Linked DNA regions of Mus musculus: all the other regions are linked to region 2. A link is a contact called in public ChIA-PET and promoter capture Hi-C data. All regions are on one chromosome and are shown on one strand. Each heading gives the region's core, a stretch centred on a gene start, on an enhancer-like site or on the middle of the called end of the contact. The rest is flanking DNA. Distances are from core to core; before and after follow the strand shown.

Region 1 (3,023 bases), core at 351-2,850, 780 kb before region 2:
AACTCCTATTAGTAATAACAACACAAGGGAGGCAGGTGAAAAGTGAGTTCAAAACCAGCAGCACACCTCTAATTGCAGTAGCTGCGAGACAGAGGCAGGCAATTCTCTGAGTCTGAGACCGACCAGGTATACAGAGTGAGTTCCAGGACAGCCAGAACTACACAGAGACCCTGTTTTGAGGGTTAAAAAAAAAACAAAAAAAACCCGAAATTGCCAAAAAATAATATTTAAAAAAGTTTTAAAAGTTCACAAACAGTTAACTCTGGGGGAAAAAAGACATTTCTACTGCACTAAGTTGAAATGTACAAACCCCCATTTTAACTGTAATACAATGCATCAGTTTCTCATTTTGTCAAGAGATTTTTTTTTTTAAGATAAAATACTATCAAAGATGAATGCCCTACTAGAAACTGGTGAATTCGTGAAGAAATATGAGGAGGTCCCACTGAACCAAATGAATTCGTGTGCTCCAGAAATTACTGACTAAAGTTATGGGGCTGAGAGGGGTGGTGGCTGGTGCATGAGACTTGCAAACGAAGACAGCAATAAACAGTCCCTGACGTTAACACCTCAGATCACTGTTGTTGCTTCCAGACTCGTTCCATCTTGATGTGACGTGTGGAGAGCTTTCCAAGGTGGCCGGACGACACATATACGGGAAAGATAAACACCAGGCACCCTTCGCAGCACGGAAAGACCTTGGCCTACCCCGTGATACTGCCCGGTCGTCCAGCACCCAGAGGGCCCCAGCTGTCGTGTGGCCACCTCTAGGGTTTACGGGGATGCCTACACTACCGAGGGTGTCGCGCGCACGGACCCCACTGAGGGCTCGCTGAGCGTGGAAGCCGGGCGTGGCCCGACCTCCGCGGCCCAGTCAGTACAGGGTCGGGGTCTGGACAAGAATCTGTGGGAAAGAGGAGGGAGGGGCGGAGGGCAGGTGGAGCTTGCACTACCTGAGGATGTTGTGTGCTTCCATGCTCCGATTCTGGTTACTCGAGCACACCACCGCCACCCGCAGCGGCGATGACGGCATGGCACCGACCGAACTACCCACTGCTCTCGCTACGGAGCTCCCACCTAGAAGCCGGCTTCCGCGCGAGGAAGATGGCGGTAACCGGAAATCTGCGACACGGAAGTGAACGCAACGCAACGCAACGCAACGCGTGGGGAGGCCGACGGTGCTCTCCTGGGCTCGTACTGCAGCCGGCGCGGGAGGGCGACCGGCCGACGCCGAATCAGCCTGAGAGCAGCCGAGGCCGGCGGTCGTGGACCACCTTCGCCGGCGCGTGACGTCACAGGACCTGCGCCGGCAACTGGAGCGGTGTGAGCCGCGCCTGCGTCCTAATGTACCGTCGCCTCGGATGACGCGCTAGGCGCGGCGCTTGCGCAATACTGAAAACTTCAGTGGGACGGGCGTTGGGGCGGGTCCGGGGAGTCTCAAGTCCTTTCCGCGGCTTCTCTTGGTGTGGTTGGGACGTTTTTCATTCCGGTTTCCTCCAGGTGGTCACTCTGCCAATTTCATAGATGCACTGGGCTCCAGCACTTGGTTTGTGCCCTATCTCTATCACGAGTACCTTCCTCAGAGTCACTGGACTTCTAGAAGCACGTCACTTCCTCTGTGAGCCCGTTGCAGCTTAACATGTAAACGATATGAAAAATATGGGTGAGGTAGCGGGCTCTTCAAGTTCGGCCAATCGGAAAACTGGCAGGAAAAATCGCTTCTCTGTTGGAAGCCAGTTTAGGTTGCCTATTGAGAGCTCGATCTCAAGTGAGAGGGGGAGAGAGAAATAGAGTTGCTGCTGGGCGTGGTGCCTCACACTTTTCTTTAATCCTAGAACTCGGTAATCAGGTCGACTTACAGCCGGCCTACCTGCCTGGTGACCTGTCCCCTCTAGCTCGAATGGAATGGTCAAGAAGTGAAGGGGATTAGATAAGTTGTTTGGAGATTCTGAGAACTCCTTTAAAGTTGGAGCAGTATGAGATTGTCAGGGACAAGAAGGTAGATAATGTGTAGTAAGTATAACAAAAGCTGTGTTTTGCCGGGCGGTGGTGGCGCACGCCTTTAATCCCAGCACTTGGGAGGCAGAGACAGGCAAATTTCTGAGTTCGAGGACAGCCTGGTCTACAGAGTGAGTTCCAGGACAGCCAGGGCTACACAGAGAAACCCTGTCTCAAAAAAAAAGCCGTAGATTCAGTAATCTACCCTTTATTCCTATTATTCCTGTATCTTCCTCTTTTCTTTTTCATCCCTTCTCCCTCCTTTATAAAAGTATATTTTATTCGCTTATAGTAATTGTCTCAAAGACTACCTCTACCTGTTTGCCTAGGCCTAGAATCTTCTAGCCTCCATGCAACCTTTTTTTCTTTTAAAGTTTATTTATATATATGAGTACACTATGGCTGTCTTCAGTCACACCAGAAGACGGCATGGGATTCCATTACAGATGATCGTGAGTCACCATTTGGTTGCTGGGAATTAAACTCAGGACCTTTGGGAAAGCAGTCCGTGCTCTTAACTACTGAGCCATCTCTCCAGTCCTATTTTGAAACTAAATTTCCCACTATGAACCTCCTCATTGCTATTGAAGTCTGCCATCATTGTTCCTTGTGTTAATGAGGAGGAGAGTATTGAGAACCTGTTGCGAGTAAGCCCACAGAGACCATCACGTGGACACTCTGAAAGCCAAAAGGAAAGTCTTTATTTTTGCCTGCTAGCTGCACAGAGAACTTGCCCAAATCATGTAACCTTGAGCCTTGCAGCTCTTTGACTTTATGTACAAAGACCATCTTGATTGGCATGCTTCAGTTAGCGAGAAGCAGAACTGTGGAAGTCAAAAAGCAAGATTAGAACATTGAGGAAGTTTTTACTTGGGGACTTATGGACTATGTTTCTATTTAGTCAGGTGTTGAGGCCTATGTGCTGGGCTTTTTCTTTGTTTGGTTTGTTTTGAAGATTTATTTTGTGTGAGAACACTAGCTGTTGAGGCCTATGTGCTGGGTGGTTTTGTTTCTTTAAAGATTTA
Region 2 (3,370 bases), core at 651-3,150:
CATACTCTTCTGTGTCCCTTTGGGGTGGGATTCTGGAGGACTGTGGACTAGAACATTGGCTAGTTTCATGTCAACTTGACACAAGCTAGACTCATCTGAAAGGAGGGACTTACAGCCCGTAAGATCAGGCTGTAAGGCATTTTCTAATTAGTGACTGATGGGGAGGGTTCAGCTCATTGTGAGTGGTGCCATCCCTGGGCTTGTGGTCCTGAATTTTATAAGAAAGCAGGCTGAATAAGTCATGGATAACAAGCCAGTAAGGAGCATCCCTCCATAGCCTCTGCATCAGTTTCTGTCTCTAGGCATCAGCCCTTTTTGAGTTCCTTTCCTGACTTCCTCTGGTAACTTACAATGTGGAAGTGTAACCCAACCAACCCTCGCTTCCTCATGTTGCTTTTGGTTATGGTGTTTCATCACTACAATAGTAACCAAAACTCAGAGTCAAAACCCAGAGAGAGCTGTCGTTGGGTCAGGGCCAGGTGTCCTCTAGCCTGGCTCACAGGGTTCATTGGAACAGGGTGTGTTGTTCTGGGTGTGGGCAGGTCCCAGCTATGAGGGAAATCAGTCCAGGGCCAGCCAAACCTATGAGGGTGGTGACCGATTCAGCTGGAGCAATAATTTGTGGTTAGTTTTAACGGTCAGTCGAGGGGTTGAGAGACGCACAGTAGCCCTGGTCAAAGAATCTTGGAGGAGCTTCATGTTCTGTGCGCCTTTGGGGTTCCTTATTTCTCTTTGGAGCCTCGTGACCAAGCCAGCTCAGCCAGTCAACAGGGTCTCAAGGGAGGGAGTGAGTATTGAAAAAGAAAACAGACAACACTATAACCTGACTCCAGCCCGTACCGCGGCTGAAGCAGCTGTTTCTCTCCCGCCTGCTTTTATATCATTCTAGGTTTATGCAACAAAACAAAACAAAAACAAACAAACAAAACCCATGGTCAGTTCTTAGATCAAAGACAAAGCAACCAAGTAAACAAGTAGTAAACAAGGAGACCACACAAGAGAGTGACCAAGGATGTGACAAGTAGTAAGCGCAAGGATGACACAAGGCTAACGTTAAGTGGTCAGCAAAGCAGTAAACAAAGCCCCGTGGTCATTGTTTCTGACATGCCGACTTCTTTGTCTGAGCCCAGTGACAGATGCCAGATTCCTAGAAGCACCAAAAGCTCTCAACAGCCTAGGTCTGTAGTAGGCCCCCACCCCATGACCTCAGCCAGTCTGTGGGCTGAGGAAGCCCAGCATACTACCCTGTAGTCCTACTCAAAGCCCCCATCCTCATCTGCAAAAGGAAAATTAGTCTGCTCCGCCTAGTCCCGCTCAGGGGCCAGTTAGAGAAGCCCATAGCCTGCTCAAAGATGATAAGAAACCCTGCTTCACCCTTAGAAGATAAAGAAGGCTGGCTCCTGTTCCTAGCGCCGAATGTGCTCAGAAGCGTATAGGCTGAAGAAGCGGGCAGTGATAAATTGGTAATGGGGATAACCCTGACGTGGTGTCTGGGAAGTGACTGGAAGCTTAAAGGGGGAGGGTCCGGTGAGAGGGGTGAGTTGGGAGGTAGGTCAAAAGATCAAGTTCCCAGTTCCCTGAGGCTGAGAGGTTCCTATTTCAGTTTGTCTGTCAGAAAATTCAAGGTAAGCACCGAGGTGTTTGTAGTGACCTGGGAGACAGACATACTTCCAGAGGGTATATATACAGGCTGGGAAAACTTGCTAGTGTCCCTGTATGGAGTCTGAAGCTGAGGCTCTGTTTGGACTTTAGGGCCCTCCCAGCACCACGCCCCGTGTGTACTTAATGTGCTCCATCTGCCTCTAACAGACTTCAGTCAGAGAGACTATTTTTTCTTTCATTTTCACTTTTCCTTGCCAAGGCTCATGAGAGTGTGTGAGGAGGTTCAGAGCCCATGGGGCTCTTGGCCTGAAGTTTCTTGATCAAGAAAATGGAACCTCTCCCAGGATGGGGGTCGGCACCCTGGAGCCAGGCCCCTACAGACAACACCTTCAGGCTGGTGAGTTCCCGAGCCCTTTACAGCCTCCAAGCTCCTTCCGGCCCAACTCCAGCCACAGCCCACCCCAGACATTTCCTGTCCCTTAGCTCTGTCTGGGCAGCTAGCTCACGGGGCTTTATGCTGCTTGGATCTGCAAATCTCTGGAGATAATTGATAACAACCTCAGGTTGGGAGGCTACAGGAAGGCAGGCCTCTGCCCCTCCACTCCCGGGCCTCCACTCACAGACACCTACTATGGCTCTCTTTAAAGGGCAGGAGGTGGTGCTATGAGCATAGTAGCCCTTGGCAGAACCCTGGCTGTCTCTGGACAGGCCCTGTAGCAAGAGGCCAACCATAGGTATCTCTGTCCCTGAGGATAAGCACCCTCACAGAGTGGAGACAGAGATCAGGGCAGGCTAGCAGGAGCCAGACAGAGTGTCTATCCTGTTTGCTCAAGTAGGATATACTAACCATCAGTCAGCTGTCCCTAGGATTCTGAAGAGCCTGTTCCCAGCCCCAGCTGACCCTGCTGCCTCTCAGGTCTTACACTGTCAGGCAATGAAGGCAGAAGGTAGGTTAAGCAGGCCTGGGCCCGAGCCCCTCCTACAGAGACACTGAAGTTGTGCTGTTTCCTCACTTCAAGAAGCAGAGCATGCACTGAGGGCCTGGACCAGCCTGGTGGGGGGGTTGGGGAGGGAGAGCCATAGCGATGGAGGTAGTCCTCTCCTCCAGCACTCATCTCCTCTCCCAGGTGCCTTGTGTCTTCCTTTTGAACTTGCTGCAGCGCATCTCTGCCCAGCCCTCATGCAGACAGGAGGAGTTCCTTGTGGGAGACGAGTGCTGCCCCATGTGCAACCCAGGTGGGAGTTCCCAGGAGGAAGTGCTGTGCCAGGGAGGAACTCCTGTCCTGAGCCTCTGGGCCTCTGGGTCCTCAGTCCAACGGCTGTACAGTGTTCAGTTCAGGGATAGTCCTCGGTGTCTGGAACCTTTGAAGTTCACTGCCTGGGGTGGGCCCGGGGGGTAGGGCAGGCTTTATAACCAGAGACTGAGACTGAAAGTGGGCTGGGGTCAGAGCCAGTTCTAAGGGATTTAGGAAGCCCCATCTCTGTGTTTCTGAATTGTTCATAGAGGGCAGACAGAAGGCCAACAAGTCCTGTGGGGCTTTAGTTGTGGTTGGTGCCATACTTGCTAGACCCATGTGAGGGTACAGGGAAGGGAAGGTTTCTGTGGATTAACCCCCAACCCTGCTGAGGAACTGTGGGTCCTGGCTGCAGGTTACCATGTGAAGCAGGTCTGCAGTGAGCATACAGGCACAGTGTGTGCCCCCTGTCCCCCACAGACATATACCGCCCATGCAAATGGCCTGAGCAAGTGTCTGCCCTGCGGAGTCTG
Region 3 (3,097 bases), core at 153-2,652, 670 kb before region 2:
TGAATCACTTTAATATAAAAGCCTTCCTATCTCTTCACTTAATGGGCCTTCTTTTGCTATTTAAAATTCTCTCGGTGTGCTTTCAAATGTGCTCTGCAACCAGGGATACTTGTAGTACAGTCCCATAATTGCGGTACTGAGAGGATGAGGCAGGAGGGTCACAAGTTTAAGGCCAGACTGGGCTACCCTGTAAAGATCCTGTCTTAAAAGAAAAAAGAAAAAGAAAAAAAAGCACAAAAAATTATTTTCCAGTTTTTTTTAATAGAGTACATTCATCCCATGAGCGGGCGACTAGACAAACACTGAACAAGGGCCCCCCCACCCCCACCCCCAGTCTGCAGTTTTACTTTTTGTTTTATTTTGCATTTCAAGGGTTCAAAACATCAATGCTGCAAAGAGCCTGTTTCATGCCTGAAAAGTACCGGTTGGAGAAAAACCGCTGGCAGGCTAAAATAAAGTTGAGGCTTGGGACCTGGCTGAGTCGCCCATTCCACGGCACAAAATAAGACGTTTGGGGAGGCAAAATCAGTACACGCCGACAGATGACAGGGTGCCTGCACCTGTCATTGGGTATCGCTTCCTTTCCGGCGCCTGCTGCAGTCACAGCCCGCCCGCGATCCCCCCGCCCCGGTGCCCATCACTGTCCCCACCCTACCTGTGCGTCCAGCCCGGCGAAGCCCGCCACCTGCGCGCCCGGTGCCAACCCGGGCTGACTCCAGGACGGGATGCCCCCGGCCCCCGATGGGGTTCAGTTCTGGGGCTGCCACTGGAGTTTATGCAGAGCCTCAGCCCACGCCCACGGAAGATGCAGCCCGCGCCCGCCTCGGGGCCGAGCAGCTTTAGGCAGAGCGGTCCAGAGTCAAGGGCGAGAGCCGCGAGCCCTCCCACAGCCCTCCTAAGGGTTTAGATTTGGGACACACACACGGGTGGGCGGGGAGAGAGCCGGACGTGACGCACCGGAAGCTGTTACGGGGGGGGGGGGAAGGACACACTCCACACAGGCACACAATGGCACCTTCCAGAACGTTCCACCGCGGCCCACCACGGGGAGCCAGGACACCCTCACGGCGCGTTCGCACCTTCCGTAGCGGCCCACCGCAAACCACGGGGCGGGCGACGATGCGGGGCCACAGCACCGCCTTGCGGCCTCCTGTGGGCGCCTCCGGAGCGTCCCACCTCTGCGGGGTCCGCCATGCTGGGCCAGCGTGCAGGTGTCGCTCCTCTGGCCTGTGGTACATTCCGGAACGTTCCACCGAGACCAAGGTGAAGGAGCCAATCCTCTGAGGCCGCGAAGGTGCCGCCCTCTAGGTCAGACCCAGGGGCTTGATTTCAAGGATCCTAAAATCTGACCAGAAAGTCACAAGACGAGAAGCGCTCAGTGGCGAACGTGCGAGGAACCCCCGTGCTCTCCGAGTCTTGGACGCTGCCGGGATGGGGGCGGGGTCAGCACCATGGGGGCGGGGCCAGCAGCATAGCGACGGGGCGCTCATTGGTCGAGCCTCAGAGGCCCCGCCTTCCTGCAGGACGCTTGCTCTGTCGCCTGATCTCCCCAAGTAGCCGCCGGCTGTGAGATGCTTCCTGGCCCCTTTTATCCCTGAAGGTCATTTTGTGGAGAGGTTTGAGGTTGTGCCTTGCCTCAGCTCTGCTTTTGGTGAAACCTTCCTTTGTTTTTTTCTTGGTTGTTTGAAAACTAGTAAGGTTTCTCCTTCAGATCTCGCACAGTGAGTTGGAGCTTCTTAAACCTTTTCCACTAGAAAACCCTTTCCATATGCAAATCAAACGTTTACTGATAATCAACCTTAAGTCTATCTTAAAACAATTCTTTGCCCGGTGCCGGAGACCAGCCTGGTCCACTTAGTGAGTTCCTGGACAACCAGGTCTATGTAGAGAGACCCTGTCTCAGCAAACAAAAAACAAGTCTTTAGAACACAATGGCACAGTGCAGTTTTACCACTTAAAAGCAAAGGCAAACTGGCTTACGAATGAGAAGATGTGCTTTTTAAATTTTCGCACAGATCATTAAATCTTGACTGAATATCCCATACCACTGGACATAGAGTATCTTCAGCATTTTTCAGAGTTGATGTTTTGATTTTATCAAAACCAAAGTGTGTTTGATTTTGTTGAATTGACGTATGTTTTAGAACCGTATCAGTTGGAAATTCTGTCCTAACCACAAGCCAAGTTTTAACGATTTTTAAAAATGAAACTCAACTCAGAAACTTACGCAAGAATTTTGTTGTTGTTGGGTTCTTTCCTTTGTTTGTTTTTGTCTTTTAAGATAGTGTCTCACTGAGCCGGCATGGTGGCACACACCTTTAATCCCAGCACTCAGGAGGCAGAGGCAGGGGAATTTCTGAGTTCGAGGCCAGCCTGGTCTACAAAGTGAGTTCTAGGACAGCCAGAGCTACACAGAGAAACCCTGTCTCGAAAAAAAAAAAAAAAAAAAAAAAGATAGTGTCTCACTATGTACCCCTGTCTGGCCTGGAACTCACTGTGTACATCAGGCTAGTCTTGAACTCACAGAAATAGACATCTCTGCCTCTCACACTCTGGAATTATGCGCACCTATGTAAGCATTTTTTAATTGAGTTGTTTTATTTGGTCATTGTTGTTTTGTATTTGTTTTGTTTTGAGACAGGGCTGGTGTATCCCTGGCTGGCTTCGGATTTGATGTACAGCCAGGGCTGACCCTGACCTTGCTCTTACCCCACAGTGCTCAGATGACAAGCATGTGTTACTATGCCTGGTTCAACTAGTAATTTTTTTAAATTTAATTATTTATTATGTGTAAGTACACTGTAGCTGTCTTCAGACACCCCAGAAGAGGGCATCAGATCTCATTTTGGATGGGTGTGAACTACCATGTGGTTGCTGGGATTTGAACTCGGTACCTTCAGAATAGCAGTCAGTGCTCTTAACCACTGAGTCATCTCTCCAGCCCTCAACTAGTAATTTTTAAAGTGATCCTGACAATACAATCCTAAAACCTACTAATAAGCAGTAGGAAAATATCAAGAGTCCTTGCTTTCTATAATTAAAACATTGTGCTTCTAAAAGCAAAAAAACATATGTACGCTAGGAAACACTGCTGCTC
Region 4 (3,105 bases), core at 420-2,919, 900 kb before region 2:
AGGCCTGCCTTAAGCCAGATGCGCTTCAAGTCTTTCTCAAATTTGATCTGCAAGGGCAGAGGAGACAACCAACTTATTATAACGAGCAAAGCCTCTTTTAACCACTGTCAGTCTAGGTCCAAGGGAGTGCCCATATTCACCTGCTTCTTCTTCAAACGTCCTTCCCGGACCTTGCGACGTAGAAACCGGGTCCTTTTGACCAGTTTACGGTACTTGTGGTGGTTCATCTTTCGCCTTCGGATCTTCAGCACGTTTTTGCACTGCACTGGAGTGGCATCCCAGGCTTCCCTGACTCCCTGCTGGGCTTCCTCCTCCCCCTGCCTAGGTGGACATTCGTAGAACTGGGAGGGAGCCAGAGTCACTGGGACCTCGACATTCCGTCTGGGCAATAAGTATTGAGCAGTCAGCCAGCTCTCTAGAGGACTGATGGCCATCTTCCTGGGGACCAGGAACTCCTCAAGCTCTGACTGGGTCCTCTTACCAGGGAGGGAGGCAGCCCGACTTGGGCTTGCAGGCTGCAAACTGTAAAGGGGTCGAAAAGCATAGCTGCCAATCACCCCGGAGCCAGGGCAGGAACGACTGAAACCTGGGGAAACAACACAGTTGCTACTAGTGCCATCACAGCAGATCAGAACACCACTACTACCCAGGCTAGGGCAACATGTAGACCCAAATGGTAAGGCCTGCCCCTTATCCTTCCGTCTGGAGTTGTGATGTGCTCCTACATACTACATGCAAGCTCGCAGGAAAAGGTTTGTGCCCAGGCTCTTATTCCCAGTAGCGACAGGAGACTACTGAAGGCGAGCTGGGCCGCGATGATTCCCATCCCCAAGTCAGGTGTGGATTCCGCGTCCAGGGGCGTCTTACCTGCCCAGGGAACAACAGTCCTGGCCAGCCGTGAAGTCAGGCGCGCCAGGAACATGGTGAGCAGTTGGTCCGGCGGCAGCGCTCAAAGCTAGAACACAGGAACCAGCTGAGGTCACGCAGCGGCGACGGGCAGTGCTCTCGGCCGCAGGCCTCGCATATCCCATCACCCTGGGTCCCCCTGACCCGCGATAAGGAGACATCTTCAAAAGTCGCTCTGAGCGCAAATCCTGTCCCTACTTCTCTCCACCAGCGTGGTCGCTGTAAGCCGCCCACCCACGGTTCCCGCTCAGGCAGCGAAACCCACAGCGCAGGACGATATCGACGCTCGCACGCACCAAACAGACGCAGGCCAAGCGAGCTCCGCCGCCGCTCATCATCTGAGCCCCGCAACAGGCCCACCGAATCCCGGAAGTTAGGACCGATCAGGTCGCCTCTGACCTCGACCACTTCCGGTCCCTGGTCCTACGCAGCGCCCTCTGGTGCCCGGCTCTGCGCTAACTCGATCCTTGCGTGCCCGAAGGCGATCGCTTCCGGTTGGAGGGGACGCTTCCCCTGCCGCTGTTGTCCAGCAGCAACAACGTTCCGGGTAAAAAGTGCCCACACCCGACACCCACCACAATCCCGGAGAGTGCTCTCTGCGTGCACGCGGACTTTACAGTATATATATATATATTTTTTTCCTTTCGTCTCTCCCAAGCCGGTTAGCCTCCGGGTACCGCCATGGACCGTAGGACTGCGGAAGTGACAAGTGGCGCTCCTCCTGTTAGGGCGGCAGGTCGTTTAATAGTCCTGTGGGATAGGCTGGCTGCAGAATGGGGCGCTCTGCTTCTTGAGGCCTCAGAAACTCCGCCCTGTTCCTGCTCCGCGGTCCTACCCTGCCGCTAATCTCAAGTGAAAAAAGTCCTAATTTCTTTAGTGTGCCCTGAGGAAAAAAAAATTTTTTTTAAAGATTTATTTATTTTTTATTATATATAAGTACACTGTAGCTGTCTTCAGACACTCCAGAAGAGGGAGTCAGATCTCATTACGGATGGTTGTGAGCCACCATGTGGTTGCTGGGATTTGAACTTCGGACCTTCGGAAGAGCAGTCGGGTGCTCTTACCCACTGAGCCATCTCACCAGCCCCCTGAGGAAAAATTTAAATATCCTCACACACACGTTAATTTTTATCCCAAAACTTAAAAGCAGCTTCTTCAGAATACGGCTGCTGCTTTCCTTGGCAAGAGCCTAGCAATCCACTGCACCTCAGTGTGGACCAGAAAGTCCTGCTGGCTCCGATGGACAGGGGTGCAAGACTAGGGTTCTCCTTCATTTGAGAAACTACGTATGCCTCGCATGAGGGATTTCTGTGGATTCTTAACACAAAGTGGCCAAATATCTCATTCTCAGGCATTAACCTAGCTAAAGTTACATAAACCAATAAGAGGGCAGAAATTGCAGGCTGTCGTCCCAGCTGTGTAACTGAGGTCACAAAGTGATGTTGCGTGTACCCTACCTTCGAGAGGGGATGCTGGAGATATTTGTCTTTTCTAATGATGTTTCGAGAGGGGAGGCACAATGTGCACCTGCATATGCCACAGCACACATGGAGTCATTTCTCTTCTTCCACATTTAAGGAAGTGAATTCCAGGGATCTCATTCAAGTTGTCGGGTTTATGTGGCAAGCACTTAACCACTGCGCTAGCCCAAACAGGAAGGTTTATGCATTTTAGTCTGTCTTTAGTTCAGACTCTCACCCTGGGTTTAGCCACAAAAGGCAAATGGAGTCTCTAGATTCCAGCCCTCACCTTGGTGCTCCCAGTCCTCAACATGGCCAGCTTTTATTTGATGTGTTTCTCCTTGGATTGCATAACTAAAGGTTCAAGGAGATGAATAAAAGTAAATAAATCCATCAGAGAAATGGTCATGTTCACAACAACCCGTATCGGGACAGGTCTTTGTAGAGTCAGGGACAATAAGAGAAAGGGCAAGTGGAAACAAGTTTTGGAAAGAGACCAAGCAAAGCATCCTCCTTACACAATCCCGGGAACTAGCAAGTTTCTAGTCTTCCAGGAGGTGAGTAAAGCCAACCTTGTTAAGATCCCTATACTTTCCTGGGTGGTGGTGGCCCACGCCTTTAATCCCAGCACTTGGGAAACAGAGTCAGATGGATCTCTTTTGAGTTGCAAGGCCAGCCTGGTCTACAGATTGAATTCTAGGACAGCCAGGGCTACACAGAGAAACCCTGTCTCAAAAAA

What was found. Promoter capture Hi-C pulls out the DNA fragments that hold promoters and counts their contacts. ChIA-PET counts read pairs in DNA pulled down with a chosen protein or histone mark.
Region 1: a contact with region 2 is called in an RNA polymerase II ChIA-PET map of memory CD8 T cells, with 6 read pairs. The contact joins the promoter of Ssu72 here to the promoter of Tnfrsf14 in region 2.
Region 3: a contact with region 2 is called in a promoter capture Hi-C map of pre-B cells, with 4 times the contacts expected there. The contact joins the promoter of Slc35e2 here to the promoter of Tnfrsf14 in region 2. A contact is called at or near these places in 2 of 39 promoter capture datasets (the HPC-7 cell line and pre-B cells), 1 of 484 Hi-C or Micro-C datasets (B cells) and 1 of 115 datasets of contacts at active chromatin or transcription factors (memory CD8 T cells).
Region 4: an RNA polymerase II ChIA-PET map of memory CD8 T cells shows a contact between it and region 2, with 9 read pairs. The contact joins the promoter of Aurkaip1 here to the promoter of Tnfrsf14 in region 2. A contact is called at or near these places in 1 of 39 promoter capture datasets (erythroid cells) and 1 of 115 datasets of contacts at active chromatin or transcription factors (memory CD8 T cells).

Annotation. Positions count from the first base shown.
Region 1 is chr4:155,703,392-155,706,414 of GRCm38.p6, reverse strand. It overlaps Ssu72 (Ssu72 RNA polymerase II CTD phosphatase homolog (yeast)), which reads right to left and starts at 1,600. Exons shown (of 5, transcript NM_026899.3): 1 at 954-1,600. The coding sequence starts at 1,033.
Region 2 is chr4:154,926,607-154,929,976 of GRCm38.p6, reverse strand. It overlaps Tnfrsf14 (tumor necrosis factor receptor superfamily, member 14 (herpesvirus entry mediator)), which reads left to right and starts at 1,900. Exons shown (of 8, transcript NM_178931.2): 1 at 1,900-1,999; 2 at 2,730-2,838; 3 at 3,253-3,370. The coding sequence starts at 1,931.
Region 3 is chr4:155,599,721-155,602,817 of GRCm38.p6, reverse strand. Slc35e2 (solute carrier family 35, member E2) reads right to left here and starts at 1,402. Exons shown (of 9, transcript NM_177186.4): 1 at 1,080-1,402.
Region 4 is chr4:155,829,833-155,832,937 of GRCm38.p6, reverse strand. It overlaps Aurkaip1 (aurora kinase A interacting protein 1), which reads right to left and starts at 1,669. Exons shown (of 4, transcript NM_025338.4): 1 at 1,203-1,669; 2 at 868-955; 3 at 141-586; 4 at 1-47. The coding sequence starts at 922.